2 separate regions of the Hordeum vulgare genome follow, and region 2 is linked to region 1. A link is a contact called in public Hi-C data. All regions are on one chromosome and are shown on one strand. Each heading gives the region's core, a stretch centred on a gene start, on an enhancer-like site or on the middle of the called end of the contact. The rest is flanking DNA. Distances are from core to core; before and after follow the strand shown. Region 1 holds the start of LOC123444714 (probable inactive receptor kinase At5g58300). Region 2 holds the start of LOC123440421.

Region 1 (2,700 bases), core at 150-2,649:
TCTTCCTCTAGTCTCAGACTCTCAGCCATAAGACCCACCATCAAGCTGATTGCTCTGGTGGTTCTTATTGGTTTTCAACGGGGGGCAGTTGAGATAATGTGCATGTGACAACAGCATACAGCCCGTCTCATATCACTCATTGGCCTCCTTTTTATAAAGCAGAACCCAAATTGCGCACATTAGCTTAGGACTAGCAAACCATCATTTAAAAAATGGTGGACAAATGATGGCAAGAACTTGTTCAACGAGGCTCCCAGAGGAAAATTTGCTAGATTCCCTTTATGTGGAGGTAGGTGATCCACTTAAATGTACCACACCACACCACCGCAGTAGTACCAGCGTGCTCACCTAACCTTACATTACATGATCCACACCTGAATTCATGTTACCGTTGTGTTCTCAATTACTACTAGATGGTTAATACTAGAAGTGACAGCACAGGGCCACAGGCACTAAAAGGCAGGGCCTAGAGCTGGAGGTAAAGGTCTCCGATGGATGAGAGAAAGCGAGAAACGGAAGGAGAGGAAGGAAAGTAGGGTCTTTTAATCTTTTTGGAGGGGAGGTGGGGGCTGGCCGGCTGGCATAAATCAATGCAAGTGTTCATGGCTGCATCTGCATGGGCTACTACGCCGCTGGCACGGCCTACACGCATCCATACACCTGACTGTGGACCGGGTGGCGCCATGATGGTCGATAATTCTGTAGACAGAATTACAACAGCAGAGACTTATCAGTGTGTTGAAAAGAATTACCAACTCATCTAGTAGGAAAGGAATGTGATACAAGAACTAGTGCTACCCAGCTCTTGGCATTAAAACATTCTTCTCCGTATTTGGAAACAAATAAAAGCTTAACACTAGCCATCAGGCGCAAAACAAACAACGGCCAACAAACTGCATTGCGCTAATCGATTCCGTTCCTAAACCCCGGGGGGGGGGGGGGGGGCGAATCGAGCCCAGGTTCCAATCTCGGCGGGAGAGGTTTGGGCATCCGAAGGCGTCGGTGTATCCAAGAAAACAAGATAAAGAAACGGAAGGCGCCGGGCGAGGAGGGGAGAGAAGGCCGCAAACCTCTTGCCAGGCGGGAAATCGAGCGATGCGTCCTTCCGTCCCCGCGCCGACCGCCGCAAGATCCAGCCGTCCTCCGGCCGCCCACCCAGAGTCACGCGCCGATCGAGAGCGGTGGCCGGGAGGAGGAGGAGGAGTCGGCCCGATCTGCGCCGGAAGCGGCCGGCATTGCGGGGAGCAGGAGCGCCGGACCGCCGCCCGCCTTGGAGTTCGCCTCCGGCCTGGCTGGAGAGTGGAGGAGAGCGTGGCGTGGCGATCTCGCTGCGCGCCCGCGACTGAGCTGTGTACTGCCTGTGTGTGCGGGTGTGTCGGGTTACATGTGTGTGTGTGTGTGGACGGACGCTGTAGCGGTGGCTGTAGATGAGGAGGGAGCTGTGCTGTGCTGTGCTGTGCGGCACTGCGGGTCGGTGGAAACTGCGTGTGCAAATTTGGCGTGCATTTAAGAGAAGCGTCAGTTACCGGGCGCTTATTTTGCAGAGTAAAAGTTTTGGGGTTTGTTAGAGTGACGGATTTACCCCCCGAGGGAGGGTCGACGGACATCTGGAAGTCTGCCTGGTGCCTACAGGGCATGTGTGTAACAGTGTAAGCTCACATTCTTTGAGAACATAAGTAAAAAAACATTCTGGAGGTCCATTTTCTTCTCGGGGCGCACCGACGTGTAAGTAAGCATCGGCGATAGCAGCGTGGCTTTGTTTACGGCCTCCGGTCTCCGGATCCCGGTTTCAAGATCGGGGGAGCGAGGGAGGGGGGACACGGCGGTACAGGGATAGGCCCGCCGCGCAGCAGCGGCCGTGCCGCACGGCCATCTCGTGGCGCTCCGATCGACCGGTACCGAGATCCAAATCCTCTGTACAGCTGAGCTGCCCGGGAGGAGAAGCCATGAGTTGGCAATGATGCACACTATTGGACACCGAGCTGTGCCGCCTGCTCTCCTCCCAGAGACGGTACAAGAATGTTCGTAATGACTTCAGATTAACTAAGACGACATACGAGTGGTCAATTCATTGCATGTAATGATAGTAATTAGCAAATTGGCATTGATTTCTTTTGTTTTCCTCTCTGTTTTGATCATGTTAGAATTAATGGGCCTCGCCCATTTACAAATTATGAAATCTCAAATTGAGCCTATGAGTAAAATGGCAAGTGGTGGTGCTAAAGTTTAGTCCAATGCCGCTAGTTGAAAAAGAATTGGACCTTTTTATATAGTGAGTTCTTCCCACCACACTAAGTGTGTGTTCAAAAGAGAAAGGAGAAGACCACACACGCGCGCTCTCCTTGCCTAGTCGGGGCGGGCGGGGCAGGGTGCGCGAGAATGGTCCGCTGAATTTCGGTCCGTTGCCTTACGGGAGCACGACTTTCTTTTGCCGTTTTATTTTTCTGTCTTGGCAGACAAGTTGAGAATTTCTTGTCCGGTAAGTATACGACTTGGAAACCAAGTCGGTTTGAGACGTGATTGCGACACGATACCGACCTTGTTTCTCATATATATACTGCTTACCGTGGTCGGCCAAAGACACACCAAAAACATCTACGATTTTGCCTCATCTCACAACTTGCGCCGCCGTCGTAGTTTACCTCATCGCGAGCGCCGACGTGCATCTGCGTGCGAGAGAGCAGGTCTTCGGAACCGTTC
Region 2 (2,700 bases), core at 14-2,513, 370 kb before region 1:
AGCAACACCAGCGGCCGGCCCATCCCCCGCCATGCCCATGGCCGCCTCGAGTTCCTGCGAGTTCAGCGGCGACGCCCGGCGGCCGTAGGACGAGGCCGACCTCGTCCGCGGCACGTCGAACTCCCCGCCCCCGTCCTTGGGCGCGTCGAGGTCAGCGCTCGCCGGCCGCCTGGTCCTCCGCGACGCCGGCCGGAGCTCGCTCACGCGGCTGTGGAGCGGCGACCCGCTACCCCGAACCTCCGCCTCGTCGTGCCGGCCCAGATCGCCGCTCCTCGGGCCGGTCCTGATCGCGCTGTAGGGCCTGTACGCCGAGGAGGAGGAGGCGGCCCCGTTGTCCCGGCTGGTCGGCTCGAGGTCCCCGCCATTGGACGGCTCCGTCTCGTCGGAGTAGGTGGACATGGTGTCGAAGGAGAGGATCTCGAGCTGCGCCAGCGAGTACTCGGTGTCGTCCGTCGGCTCCGGGTTCTTGCCCCGGATGGGCGTGCGGCACTTGCTGCAGTAGTAGATGACGGCCTGCGGGTCCTGGTAGATCATGGCGCGGCAGTAGGGGCACCGCCCGAACCGCCGCTTCACCTGCTCGCTCTCCATGGCCCCCGTCGTCTCCGGCCTCTTCTCACGACACGAGCTGCAGGAAACGAGCTGGCAAGAATCAGTGGGCAGCTAGGGTTGGGAAGACCATCCATCACCCGTATACATCGAGAGAGAATTCGGGGTACATGATCGCGTCCTCTGTTAGTACAATACAACCTACCCTACTTGGCAAGAACAAGGCGAGAATTCATGAGCAAGACCAAGAACAGACAGAGGGTTTACCTCGATCGATGGCAGCCAAATCCCGAGTCTAAAGATTATTATCCTCGTCTCTTCATCCACTGCTTCGCAGATCACAAGCTGATCGATCTCCCGCGGGCAGAGCGAAGATAAAATCACTCCTCCGGGATATTCTTGTTTTCTGCAACGCGGATCCCAAAGCAAGCAAGCAACCAGTAGGACGACCGAGCGAGGAAGCAGCAGAAAAGTCTACCTCCAGCTCCCGCGACAGCGAGCGAGGAAGCAGCCAGCGGGGAGAAGGGATGTGAGGATGGGGCGACAATTCTCGACGATGCCAATTAAGAGGAGGCCACGCCACACGTTTAGGATCGCTGCTTCCAAACCTCCCACGTTGACGGACGCGTGAGGAGGAGGGAATTCATCATACGGTAGGTGCACTGGCGTTGAAAGCGAAGAATGGTAGGGGACCCGGTCCTGCATGCGAGCTCTACCCCCTAACTCCCTGAAGAATTCTTGTACAGTTGTACTGCCAACTGCATCTCCAACACCAAAGTGCGTCAAATCGTCCGATAAATGTACGGACCATCACATCATAGAATTGTCACAAAGTAGAAGCAAATCTGGAGGAGGTTTGCTGGCATCAAGACAACCGCCACATCGGATTCCCACACCCTCCCTCCCACCCAAAAGAAAAGAACACCCAGAGCCTCGCTTTCTTACCCCGTTCCTCTATCCTTGCGGTGTATCAGCGTAGCGAGACCAACGTCGCCGTTGTACCACACACTCTACCACAAAGGCCTTACTAGACCACTGTCGCTCCACCCGAGTGCTAGCCGACTTGCCTACACCTCCCTTTCGCCCTTAGCAGTGGCGGAGACATGAATAATTTTTAGGTGTGGCGAATTTTATGAAGGAGAAAACCATGTACTCCTTATGTGGTCGCTGGCGTCTGGCGGCGGCTTTCACGGTGGCCGGGGCGCGCGATCTAGCACCTCGTTCGGGCGAAATCCCTGGTCGGCCATGGCCGGCCGCGTTGAAGGCGACGCCTGAGGGCGTCGTTCCCCTCCTTGGAGGCGTCGGTATGGACTGATCCCCTCACTTCCCCTTTCCCTAGGTCTCCCGGGCGAAAGCCTTAACTTTGTTGGGCGGCGGCGGCGCTCACGGCGCCGTTCCCTTCTTGAAGGCGTCGCTTTGGGAACCTTGGGGCTGGGTGACGCTTGTGGGTGGTGGGCGACGGCGGTGGTGCGGCCCTATCCTAGCATGGATCTCCGTCCGTTGCTTGGAGACGGACTCGCATAGGTGGAGGTCGTCGTTTGGCGTCATGATGACGTCGATGGCGGGGGCACCTGCCAAGGCTGGTACCTCAATCTGATCTGAAGATGGACCAGTGGAAGATGGCGGCGACGACACATGTGAGTGCGTTGGACCGGTTTGTGCCCCGGACCCGGTATGTGGCTCGGTCAGGGTCTCCGGCTTTAGATGTTAGGCTTAGGTGAGAGGTCTGGGTATTTGGTCCAGCTTGCACCCCTTCTTCATATGGATAGAAGTAACGGCAGATGTTGCCAAGATGGCGGATTCAGGCATATTGTTGTACTGCTTTGTAAGGTCCTCAAGAATAATCAATAAAATGGCCGCATGCATCTCCCAGATGCAGAGGCCGGGGGTCATCCTCCTTTTCTAAAAAAAATGTACTCCTTATGTTCAGAAAATACAACCAGAATCCAAAAGCTTAGTATTGGCACTCAAAATACCTCACTAGATAATGAAAATGGAAAATGATTTAGGTGGAGGGCTTTTGCCCTTCCCCGACGACCTTCAGAAAAAATACCTCACTAGATAAAGATTAAATGAATGACCGGTCACTGATTTGTCATCCATATAAATGGACATACAGATGATCTACCAAATATATAAGTAGATTAGTACAAC

The links. Hi-C and Micro-C count contacts between places; a contact is called where the count stands out from the background.
Region 2: a Hi-C map of seedling shows a contact between it and region 1, with 2.3 times the contacts expected there. The contact joins the promoter of LOC123440421 here to the promoter of LOC123444714 in region 1. A contact is called at or near these places in 1 of 6 Hi-C or Micro-C datasets (seedling) and 1 of 1 datasets of contacts at active chromatin or transcription factors (embryo).

Annotation. Positions count from the first base shown.
Region 1 is chr3H:528,070,701-528,073,400 of MorexV3_pseudomolecules_assembly, reverse strand. It overlaps LOC123444714 (probable inactive receptor kinase At5g58300), which reads right to left and starts at 1,399. Exons shown (of 3, transcript XM_045121529.1): 1 at 1,071-1,399.
Region 2 is chr3H:528,441,960-528,444,659 of MorexV3_pseudomolecules_assembly, reverse strand. It overlaps LOC123440421, which reads right to left and starts at 1,263. Exons shown (of 2, transcript XM_045116986.1): 1 at 814-1,263; 2 at 1-625. The coding sequence starts at 588.